2 separate regions of the Sus scrofa genome follow, and region 1 is linked to region 2. A link is a contact called in public HiChIP or PLAC-seq data. All regions are on one chromosome and are shown on one strand. Each heading gives the region's core, a stretch centred on a gene start, on an enhancer-like site or on the middle of the called end of the contact. The rest is flanking DNA. Distances are from core to core; before and after follow the strand shown. Region 1 overlaps SEC11A (signal peptidase complex catalytic subunit SEC11A). Region 2 overlaps ALPK3 (alpha-protein kinase 3).

Region 1 (6,172 bases), core at 1,090-3,589, 180 kb after region 2:
GGTAATGTTCTGACTGTGTTTGCATGTCTCCCCAGCTAGATTGACAGCTTTCCGAAGGTTATAACAACAAACCCAGCCCCTAGCACTGAATTAACATGTCGCATTAGGGTCACTAACTGGAGGTAGGTGACCTTGGATCTGGTACCGGTTCAACCACACAAAAGCCATGTATCTCAGGCATGAGCAGCTGTTTCCTCATCTGTAAAATGGAGATATCCCTAACTTCCCTGTCACGTGGGCTGTTGAAAGGGTCTAATAGGACCATATATGCCAATGGACTTTGTGAGCTGAAAATTAGTATTCTATGAAAGATAGTGAGAATGTTGGTAAATGATAGCAGCTACTTAGAAAGTTCTGTGATGATGAGGTTTTTTGTTTATTTGTTTAGATTTGTTCCTTATATTGGGATTGTGACGATCCTCATGAATGACTATCCTAAATTTAAGGTAAGATCTTGTACTTTATGTTTTATTAATTTTGGAAACTATTAAATGGATTATAGTTAAAAGATGGAAGACCAGTTGGATAGTGTGTTGATTTATCATGGTCACAAAGGCCAGTTTGTTCATTAACTTCGAGGATTCGTGCACTTTTAAAAGCTTCTCTGGAGTTCCTGTCGTGGCACAGCGGAAACATATCCGAGTAGGAACCATGAGGTTGTGGGTTCGATCCCTGGCCTTGCTCAGTGGGTTAAAGATCTAGCATTGCTGTGAGCTGTAGTGTAGGTCACAGACTCGGCTCGGATCTGGCTTGGCTGTGGCTGTGGTGTAGGCCGGCAGCTGTAGCTCCGATTAGACCTCTAGCCTGGGAAACTTCCATATGCCACGGGTGCAGCCCTAGAAAGCCAAAAAGCCAAAAAATAACAATTAAAAAAACACAAAAGCTTCTCTGACTTGCTGTCCTGTGTTTGTTTTCTAGTATGCAGTGCTCTTTTTGCTGGGTTTATTTGTGCTGGTCCATCGTGAGTAAGAAGTCTGCCTTGCTGTTCCTGGAAGATGCTGTACTTGTTGTTCCTGAATGTTTGGAGTAGATAATTGATCTGCGGCTGGTGGAATGGAGAACACACATGTTGGCGCTTCTCGGTAGCACTGGTTTGCATTAGTTTATGTTTCCACGCCAGAGTACGTGCGGGCGGGTGCGTGTGCACCAGGCGTGCACTCAAGGGGACTCTCAATCACAGAATTTCATATGTTGTCATTGTCACACTTTCACATTTTTGTACATCAGTGAATTTTTTATATTAAAAGGTTGAGCCAAAGCCCCAGTGTTTGTATTTTGAAGCCAAGCTTCACTTCAAAGTGCCTAACAGAGTTCTGTAAATGAAAAGGCAGCTCTGCATGAGTCTGCAACTGTCATTCCTCCTTATAATGGGAGTGGCATATACTGAGGTGGTCGTAGTCTTAACTTTTCAAAATTTTAAATAAAAGACTTTGCATATCGAACCCCTTATCCCTGACTTGTGTTTGTCGGGAAAGCTCCTGAAATTTGCTTTCCTGTGCTGGTTCTTAGCGCCCCTTGGGGAGATAAAGGCTTTGACGTGAACAGTTCTTCAGCCAAGAAGGTTGTCCTAATACAAACAACTGGTTTTTGTTTCTGATTTTGTTTTTGTGAAGTAAAAGTAGCCAATGAGGAGTTCCCTTTGGGATTCAGTGGTTAATGAACCCAACTAGGAACCACGAGGATGCAGGTTCAATCCTGGCCTCACTCAGTGGGTTAAGGAACCAGCACTGCCATGAGCTGGGGTGTAGTTTGAAGATGCAGCTTGGATCCTGCGATGCTGTGGCTGAGGTGTAGGCCAGCAGCTGTGGCTCCGATTCAACCCCGAGCCTGGGAACTTCCATATGACACAGGTGTGGCCCTAAAAGGCCAAAAAACAGACAGACAAACAAACAAAAAGTAGCTATTGATGTCCATAAGAAATCTCTTAGTTATAAAAATTGATTCTTCACCAGGGTATGACTCAGATGTGTATAAACCCAGCTAGTTGCTGAGAGGTTCAGCAAATCTCACCTTGCTGAAGACTTCTAACCTTGTCTACACTTGAGACATCCTCAGCCCCTTCTCCACCGTGGCAGTGAGTTTCAGCATCTGGGAGAGGCAGGAGGAAGGTGCTGAAGGACAGGCCTACTGCTTGTGTTCTTGAGACTCTAGTTTGCCAGAACCTGTGCGTGGCTTTGCTCTTCTCCAGTGCAGACGTAGAGAGGGCAAGGTTGAAAGTAGTAAAGACAAAGCCCCGCCGTGTTTTCCTTCTTTTAATATTGAGACAGTTAAGGAAATAAGGAGTGCATGGGGTAAGTCAGTGTATTTTAAGCACAAAAGACTCTTAATCCTTTCTGTTCTCTTTTTGTATTATTGTGAAATCTCAGAATAAGCAAGTTTTCTGGGTTGGGCTAAATGAGCCGTTTCTGTTATTTGTTCAGCTGAGGTGGAAATCAGTCCATACTGTAGTGCCAGTGGAATGAGAATAGGGACAGTTAATCTTCTGAAACCCTCCCCTATAGAGAATAGGCCATCCTAAATCCGTTATCTAGGCTTTCACCTTTCAACTTTGGATATGGGCTCTTAATGATATCAACAGAGCATGAAACTTGGCAAATTACTACTGACAGGTAGTCCTTTGAATCTGTCTTTGAGGCTTATATAGTACTTGTATTTTCTCATGAGCCATGGACAGTGTCGAATGCCTCCTCTTCCCCCCCACCACCCCGCCCATGTGGAGAGGCAGAAAATTGCTACTTACTCCATTTTTTTCTTCTTAATAACCTGCAGAGGACGGGGTTAATTGTGCAGCCTAATTGGTGCCCTGGCTAATTTGGTACCAACCTTTCTGAGACTACGCTGGAGAAGAAGTAGTGTGTTCTGCTGGCAAAGGTTGGGATCCCAAAGTTCTTTGGGTTTTTTTGGCTTTTTTTTTTTTTTTTTTTTTGCTTCACTTTTTAGCACCATACCCAAGGCATATGGAGGTTCCCAGGCTAGGGGTCGAATTGGAGCCACAGCTGCCCACCTACACCACAGCCACAACAACACAGGATCCAAGCCGCGTCTGTGACCTACACCACAGCTCACAGCAACGCTGGATCCTTAACCCACTGAGCAAGGCCAGGGATTGAACCCACAACTTCATGGTTCCTAGTCGGATTCTTTTCCAATGAGCCACAGTGGGAGCTCCCCAAAGTTCTTTGTGATCCGACCCTGCCTGAATGTAAACATCCTGATACTTGTATCCTAAGCTCTCCAGATTTCTCCTCCTTATATTATATACACTTATTGAAAGGAAAACATTATTTTCCTCCCTTGCGTATTTTCACACCCAGTTTTGTTGAAATGGCTGTTTTTCTTCCTTTGCTAGATGCTCTAGTTTGAAAGAACAGCTAAACTCTCTGAAAAGTAGTCAGATCATTTAAAAATATTTGACTCACTGTAGTAGCCAAAAATAACAAGATTATTTGTGGAAAGTGATACTATGTTCTTAGTTTTTATATTGTCTGCTTTAGTGCTATAACTTGAAACTAGAAGGTTTTATTAGTAAATACAATGTATTTTAACAGCTCTTTGGAAATGTAGGAAATGCCAGAGATGTTTAACTTGGTATTTTAATGGAATTATAAGCTCTTTGAGATTTGGCAGGGCAGGTGGGAAGCTAGGAGGGGCTCAACCTGGTGAGTGAAGAGAATCCAAGAGGATGCAAATTGATAAAACTTGAGATGAGAACATGATAATGGAATTATCTTTTGGATGTTACTCATCCACACTCGTTAGTATCTGCAAGTTATTTCCAAACGGCCTGTCCTTAGTTCTAGCCCCAAGTCTCGCTGTTCCCACTGGTCACTTCCATTTAATTGTCCTATCTTTAAGCTTCAGCTCATAGCAATCCCTGCAAACTTCCCCTCCAAATTTCAACTTTTCTTTGAACGAGTATTCACCTAGTTTTTCATTTCCTCACCCTATTTAGTCACTTAAAAGCCAACATCTACCCTGTCGTTCCATTTTCATTGCCGTCCCCTGAATCCAGAAACATACTCAGGGACCCCCTGTTGCTTGGGAGACTTTATGTCCCAGTTTCCCCTGTAATGGGCCAGTCTCTGCCTATTTTATTTTATTTTGCTTTTTAGCACCTGCAGCACATGTAGGTTCCCAGGTGGTATCAAAGCTGCAGCTGCCAGCCTATGCCAGAGCCACAGCCACGCCTAATCCAAGCCACGTCTGCCACCTACACCACAGCTCATGGCAACGCCTGATCCCCAACTTACTGAGCAAGGCCAGGGATGGAACCCACAACCTCATGGCTACTAGTTGGGAGCCACAACGGGAACTCTAATCTCTGCCTATTTTAGATCATTTCCACCTGTTCATTTTAGTACCCCTTTTATTTTTAAATAAAAGTCTCCTTTTGGGTCATAAATTGTATTTGCCCTACATATTACCTATGTGTGAAGTTCCAACTTATTCAGCTAACATGAAGCAGCCTGGAGCTATATACTCTGTTTTCACTTATAGTATCTCATGCTCTTTGCTTGTCACTTGCTTCTTCCTCTGTCACTCAGGGTGTACAGCCTTATGCTATTTGTGTATGTTTGTGGATTGGACTCCAGTTTCTCCATCAGATTGTAAGTTCCTCCAGTGCAGGAGCCCCGTTTTTATAGACACTGTACTCTGTTTTTCCAGTAGCTTCTAGCAGCATATACTAAAAGTTCAGTGTAATCGTACATTGGAACAAGAGGTAGTAACTAGGGTAGAAGCATAATTGTTGTGCTGTTATTCTGGGGCAGAGCATATGAATCATTAAAGTGATTTGTTCTTGCCTGTTATTAAGTACATTGTATCTGGGTCTTGCCAGATTTGAATCTAAAAACTTTATCTCCCTATGGTTCCACTTAAAACAGCATGTTCCCTTTCTAGAATTTTTGATGTTAATCTTATTTTCTTCTTTTGTGTGTGTATCCTTGGTCTTTTCCCATATTCTGTTTCTCAATGGGAAAAGTATTGGCATTTGTCACTTAGGGAGTCTTAGGCTTCTTAAAAAGCCTAGGCTTGAAATAAAGGCTCTGTTATCCTTGAGTACATTTCTTGGTCATTTGCATAAGTGTGTTAGCAAGTCTTCATAACCCTCTCAGGTGTGGGAGTTATCCCAAATTGTGAGGTCACCTTTCTTAAGACTTTTTTTTTAAGGGCTGCGCCTGTGGCATATGGACGTTCCGAGGGTAGGGGTCGAATAAGAGCTGCAGCTGCCAGCCTACGCCACAGCCAAGATCCGAACTGTGTCTGTGACCTAAACCATAGCTCATGGCGATGCCCAATCCTTTAACCCACTGAGTGGGGCCAGGGATCAAACCTGCATCCTCATGGATACTAGTCAGGCTCATCGCCGCTGAGCCACAAGGGTCACTCCTCTTATGATGTTTATCACTCTGTTGAACTTGAGAAATTCCAGCTGGCCAAATGGGTTGTCCACCTTCCTCACAATGCTCCTCGGTTGGGAAGACCTATTTAGGCTGTTTTCTAGCCAGGTATATCTTTGTCACTATTCTCCCTTGCTAAAACCGTAAGTAATACCAGAGAGGTTTTAGAAATAAAACAACAAATATGACCTTTCACACAAAATTGTGGTGAATTTAGATGTAGAAAGAATTCTGTGTAACCAGGAAGTGTTAAGACTAGAGTATGCAGGGATTATCAAAAAATAGCAAGGACATTGCCTTCTAAGTCACGTCGCATTCTAGGCCCTCAGGATTTTTCCAGCCTTAGCTCTCAGCAGACCCCATGTTCTTTTTTTTTTTTTTTTTTTTTTTTTTTTTGGCTTTTTGCCTTTTCTTGGGCTGCTCTTGCAGCATGTGGAGGTTCCCAGGCTAGGGGTTGAATTGGAGCTGTAGCCGCTGGCCTACACCAGAGCCACAGCAACGCGGGATCCGAGCCGCGTCTGCAACTTACACCACAGCTCACGGCAATGCCGGATCCTTAACCCACTGAACAAGGCCAGGGATCGAACCTGCAACCTCATGGTTCCTAGTTGGACTCGTTAACCACTGCGCCATGACGGGAACTCCCAGATCCCATATTCATTTACCCCTGACCTTGGTCCTACTCTACAGATGTCCAGTCTTTGCTTATGCTGGTCACTCTGCCTAGAGTACCTGCTCATTTCTGTATTTGCTAAAAGCTTTCTCATTCAGGA
Region 2 (5,779 bases), core at 1,611-4,110:
AGATTTGGTGTTGCTGAGGGTTGCTGCAGCTGTGGTGTAGGCTGGCAGCTATAGCTCTGATTTGACCCCTAGCCTGGGAACTTCCATAAACTGCACCTGCGGCCCTAAGAAAACAAAGAAACAAACAAACAAAAAAAAAAAAACTAATAGGAAAAGCTTGACTATTCCACAAAGGTTGAGATTAGGGGAAATTACCTAGTCATTAAGCAGAAATTGAGCTAGAGACTGATGCTATACTATATAGCCAAATCAACTACAGATTAATTTAAAAGTTGAAGGAATTCAAGCACAAAGATTATAAAAACACACATTTATATTTAACTAACCTTGGAATAAAGAAAAGCATAAACACAATGGAAGAAATGGCTAAAATATGCATACTATGGCATCTTATATAACCACTAAAAATGAAGTCTTTCAGATAATTTTTAGGAACTATGAAAAGATGCTCATGACATAATGAGAAGTAAAGAAAGCAGGATATAAAACTGAATCAGGGAGCTCCCGTTGTCACTCAGCAGGTTAAGAACCCAACATAGTGTCCATAAGGATTAGGGTTCAATCCTTGGCCTTGCTCAGTGGGTTAAAGATCCAGCATTGCCACAAACTGTGGCATGGCCATAGACGCTGCTTGGATCCAGTGTTGCTGTGGCTGTGGCACTGGCCACAACTGCAGCTCCGATTCAACTCCTGGCCCAGGAACTTCAATATGCCACAGATGCGGCTATTAAAAAAGACATTTTTAAAAAATGAATATAACTGAATCAGAATAACAACGTAAATTAAGTTTAAAAATAATAAAATACATATACAGAAAGACTGGTAGATATACGAAGATGTCTCTGGATGGTATAATTATAGGTGTATTTTTACTTTTTCCTTTGAATTTTTAGAATTTTCTCCCCCACCCCCACCCCCACCCCTTTTTTTTTTTACCATGGCCATGTTTTTCTTTCATAGTGAGATTAAGATTTTTTAAAAAGATTTGATAGAACAAGAACATAAAAAATGAGTCAAATTCGGCCACTAAAAAGCAACAGCTTCAACATACACATTGATGTTAAATGCATTTTTCACATGTATGATACATTTCACAATGTTTTTGAGTATAAAAAAAGAAAAGAAAAGCCATACAAGCTCTTTGCAGGAATAGCACGGCTTCTGCAGTTAGCCCGTCCTGAGCTTGTACCACCCCAGCCCATTCTCCCCTAAGGAGGGCCTTGCTAGAAAGGATACAGCTATTCTGGCCATGGTATTCCCCACCCTTGTGGGCGGAGAAGCCAGATTCACTCAGACTTGGCTGCCTGCCTGGACTCTTACCAAATCTGCTCCCCAGGGGCCCATGAGGGCCATCTCTGCAGGAGGCCCTGCTGTGGGCTGTCTGGTACAAGGAGCAGTCCCATCTGGGCCACTAGGAACTCACCACTCTATCTGCTGAAATCTCCTGAGACCAGGCATGAAGGGGGAAAGGGTCAGGAACAGAGTCTAGAGAGCTGGGTTTGAGGTTCGCCCCACTCTAAAGTCCTCTGAACTACAGTCCCCACAGACAAACCTCTGCATCCACTGAACCAAAACTGTTTCCCCTGATAATCCTTGAAAGTGGCCTCTCCCTCCTGCCCTCAGGGAAGTTCTCCCTGCACTCCAGGAAGCATCCCTTCTCCGCTGCCCACAGGAGGGTCTACAGCAGCCTGTCCAGGCTTCACAGGCCTCCCTCCACCATCCCAAAGCCCTCCATTCTCTGCCTTGACCCCGCTGTGCAGTGCTCCTCCTGTTTCCTGGGAACCACGCTCCTGCTTCCCGCATCCCAAGAAACAATTTCATCTTAGTTCCCACCCAAGTGCTGTCTCCAATCAATGTGCTAGATTTAGCAAAGAGAAAGACTCGATACTCAGTTCTATTTAAATTTCAGACCATCAGTAATTTCTTAGAATAGCATATCCCATCTATTTTATCCAATGCACCCCTACTCTTGAAAGACCTTTTCTTTCTGCCCCTTACAGGAAACACTGCCTTCTTTCTGCCCCACCACTAAGCATTCCTTCTCTCTAAACTCTGTGAAACAGGGCCTGTCCTCCGCCCCCTGAAATATGAAACGCTGACCGAACAGGACCAACTATTTCCCTGCCGTCAGTCCTCTTGATCCCGCTCCCCTCTCCACCTGCCCCCCTTCCCGACTCCCCCACCATCAAAGTGCTGATGCTGTCACCATCTGCCTCTTCCTTTGAAGAGTGAACGCCCCTCCCCTTGTCTCCCCAGTGGGCTATCTCATCCCCAGAAAAAGACAGCACTCCGTCCTCAGGTAAAGCCATGTGCCTCTGCCTCCCACCACAGCGACACCGTGATCCTCTCACCCTTTGTTTCGTTCTTTAACACACAGCAGGCCCTGTGCCAAGCACTCGGATTCTCACAACAGCCCTATGAAGCAGGCATTATTATTATTTTGGTTTTATAACTTGCCCGGGATCATACAATGTTCACAGTCAGATTTGCACATAGGTATACCCGACTCCAAAATCTTAGATAAAAACCTAGATTAAGCCAGAAGTTCCTGGACACTGGCTCTTTTAAAAACCTTCTAAAAGCATCCAGGGCAAGACCCACTGCACACTAGGCTGCTCCTTAGCCTCCCCTGCCTCCTTCCTCCCCAGAGAACATCGTCTTCCTCTACCTCCCTCTGGGGCACAGTTCCCTTGGCAGTGAACTTCTATGCTGTCAGAGGAGATGGTCACAGTTAGGTTGTGCTGCCCATATGCCTGGCATCTGGGGACTGCCTGGGGCGAGGGCCAAGCCTGTGGTCCCCTGCTCCTGGCTAGCACCCCACCCCACCCCACCCCACCCCCTTCTATAAATACCCCACTGCTCACTGGCGGTCGGGCTGTTGCAGCAAGAGTTTCCATGAGGTCAGCTTCTCCGAGAGGCCTTCAGGCACCCAACCCCCACACTCACCCTTCCTGGAGTCTGGTGGCTGGCACGCCCTTGCAGGGGGCTATCCCGGGTGCTGGGTCTCCGCCGGGCAGGGGGCGTGGGCACTTGCGCAGAGGCCTGAGGTGGGGCCTTTCCTAGACTCTGAGCCCCAGGATCCGGATCTTGACTCAGGGAAGAATCAGTCTTGCTGCTGCTGGCGAGCTCACCTTTGGGCTTCGGAGGAGCAAATCTTTTCCTGTTGAAGGGCCTAGTCTGCTGGGGGGCCGAGGTCGGGGGCTGGCCAGGGGCAGCGGGCCCCTTCTCACCTGCCGCTTCCCCCGGTTGCTTCCCTGAGGGCATCTCTCCAGGTGTCCTGCCACTGGGGGTCTGGGACTCCTCCTCCCCTTGAGGCCTGACTGCCCGGGTGCTCTCCAAGTACATGTCCCTCAGGGAGAAATACACTTCCTGGCCTGGGCCTGCGAGGGGGGAAGGGCCAGGCGCAGGGGGGTTCTGGGCCTGATCTTGAGTGCCCTCGGCGGAGGCTGGCTTCCTGGTGCCATCTACTCCAGAGGACCCCGGGCCCCGTGCAGCCCGGCCTCTGGGCCGGGGCTGAACCTGCTCCACGGCCCCCTGTGTACCACAGGAATCGGGCTTGTCCTTGTTTTCAGAGGAGCGGTGGCTTCGAGCTGCCTTCTCTGCCTCTGGCTTCCGATGATCTTGCTTTGGTTCCTCATCTTTCTTTTTCTTCTTGGCCCCAGACTCTTTCTTGGGGGCTCTCTGAGGCCTCAGCTCCATGGCCTCACAGATATACGTCAACAGCCCGTGCTCCCCATCCTCGCCGTGCTCAGGGGCAGCCTCCCCGTTGGTGGTCACCTCTCCAGAAGCAAAACTGTTGATCAGACCTAACCCTGGGTGCTGACCAGGCTCAGTCTCTCCCTCCTGCCAAGCCACTGGGGTCCCGTCCTTGGCCTCCCGAGGAGGGGCCAGTGGGGTCGGCACCTCAGCCCCGCTCAGCCGCCGCTTTCTCTGGAAGCGGTCCGGGCTGAGCTTGCGCAGGGTGTCAGCCTCTTCCACTGCCTCCTTCCCGTGCTTCCAGCTCTGCTCAATCTCACGCATCTTTGCGGCAGCCTTGCGCTTCAGCTTGGCAAACCAGCGCTGGTGGATCTTGTACTCGGTCATGGTGCCCACCTCCAAGACCCCCGAGCAGGATACGATGCCCTTGGCATTCCGGGCAGAGGCCTGATAGATAGCAGCATCTTCTTCTCGACACCTGGAGGCAGGAGGATGAGATGGGAGGGGACAGCCCCACTCCCCGCAGCCGGGGCCTTGCTGAGCTGAGCATCTACCCCACCTGTGCCAGTCCTGCCCTGAGTGCCACACCCTACCTCCAACATCACCACGTGCAACACTCCCCGTTACGGCTGAGGAAACTGAGGCTAACGAGAGGGAGGGAGCTGCCCAAGGTCATGCTGTTCCAGGAGGGATTAGACTTGGGGCCCAGGAGAGCTCCCTTCAGAAACAGGTGACCCACACAGCCCCTTGGGAAGTTAAGGATGACACAGAAGCTTTTTTTGGCAGCTGACTTCATGGAAAATGTTTCCATGGGTCAGGACCTCCTCTGGTTGCACTCGGCTCTCTGGCTGTCAGAAATACTCCCATCCTGGCCTTAGGAGATCCCGGGCCCTGGCAGGCAGACATGGCCCACCAGGTGGTTCAGCTCAGCAGCAGAACCCCGCCTCCATCCCTAGGTCCTGCCGGGGCATCCTCATCCAGCTGACAGCATTTCCGAGGGCAGGCTTGGGCCATAGGACCCTCAGGAGGACAGAGAGAGCAGAACAGGCCCCTGCCCCTCACCTGTAGAGCTGCAGTGTGTGACGGTTGCCCTGATGGGTGATCTGGTATTTTGGCAAGCCACAGTAGCGGTCCAGCTCTGTGTCATCCTTGTACCAGGTCACCTCTGGCTCCGGGTACCCTACGAAGGAAACAGGAGATTGGGTTGCAGGAAGACTGGTTCCAAAATAATGGGAGGAGAGGACAGGATGCCATGGCTGCCCCAGACCACCTGAAGGGACTGGACTGGCCCACCCACCCCAGGCTTGCAGGAAGAAGAGGACTATCACATGGCTCCGCCTATTTCTAGAAGCTAGGCCTGGTCAAAGCTAAAAACTGTTCCTCTTCAGCAGCTGGAAGGCAAATATAAAGGAGAAACTTCCTAGCCTCTGGTAAGAAGGGAAGCAGGGAGCTTCCAGAAAGTGTGGCTGGTAGTAATAAGCTTCCTCTCTTCAGTGGCCTGTTCTACATCCTCAACTGCAGTAACAGCTCTATGCGCAGAGGTCCCTTCCCAGCCCCAAGTGTCAATACCACTGCCAAGAGCCCTCCTTCTTCCATTCCAGGTTCCTGAACTGTTAGTATTATTTGACGACACAGCTAAAACATCCATCCATCCATCCGTCCACCCATCCACACCTACCTTCCCACCCATTCACTGCTGTGAAACTGACTGAGGTGTTTTCCCTGCCCCTCCTCTCTGGACTTTCACTGTGACAGTCTCATGTCCCTGCCTCCCTGGCCACACAGTTGATTGGGCCAGTAGTGGACACACAATCAGATAATCTAACCCAATTCTTGGACCTAGTATTTGGGAATTACAACCTAGTGACAGTTAACTCTAACGTTTGGAAATAACTTTGAAGGGGTACAACCATGTTTTGCCACATGCACTGAGAAGCAGATGAAGCTGATCTACAGTGAGATGGCAAATGAAGTTGATGTTCAAGACAGAATAAGAGGGGAGTTCCCTTCATGGCTCATCATTAACAAACCTGACTAGTATCCATAAGGAGGTGGGTTCCACCCCAGTCTCACTCAGTGGGTT

The links. HiChIP or PLAC-seq counts read pairs in DNA pulled down with a chosen protein or histone mark.
Region 1: a contact with region 2 is called in an H3K27ac HiChIP or PLAC-seq map of alveolar macrophages. The contact joins two enhancer-like sites. A contact is called at or near these places in 1 of 5 promoter capture datasets (liver), 1 of 47 Hi-C or Micro-C datasets (embryonic fibroblasts) and 1 of 2 datasets of contacts at active chromatin or transcription factors (alveolar macrophages).

What each region holds. Positions count from the first base shown.
Region 1 is chr7:52,870,567-52,876,738 of Sscrofa11.1, forward strand. SEC11A (signal peptidase complex catalytic subunit SEC11A) reads left to right here. Exons shown (of 7, transcript XM_021098904.1): 6 at 389-446; 7 at 919-1,442. The coding sequence ends at 969. Among named protein-coding and RNA genes, the nearest start is that of NMB, 9.6 kb to the right of the region's middle. Within about 2 kb of position 2,340, at least 3 of the 83 cell types and tissues checked have an H3K27ac peak or open chromatin away from gene starts, as enhancers often do. A contact at or near this core is called in alveolar macrophages, where this site is marked.
Region 2 is chr7:52,691,826-52,697,604 of Sscrofa11.1, forward strand. ALPK3 (alpha-protein kinase 3) reads right to left here. Exons shown (of 14, transcript XM_021098900.1): 4 at 4,759-4,876; 5 at 2,947-4,174. Among named protein-coding and RNA genes, the nearest start is that of ALPK3, 24 kb to the right of the region's middle. Within about 2 kb of position 2,861, at least 20 of the 83 cell types and tissues checked have an H3K27ac peak or open chromatin away from gene starts, as enhancers often do. A contact at or near this core is called in alveolar macrophages, where this site is marked.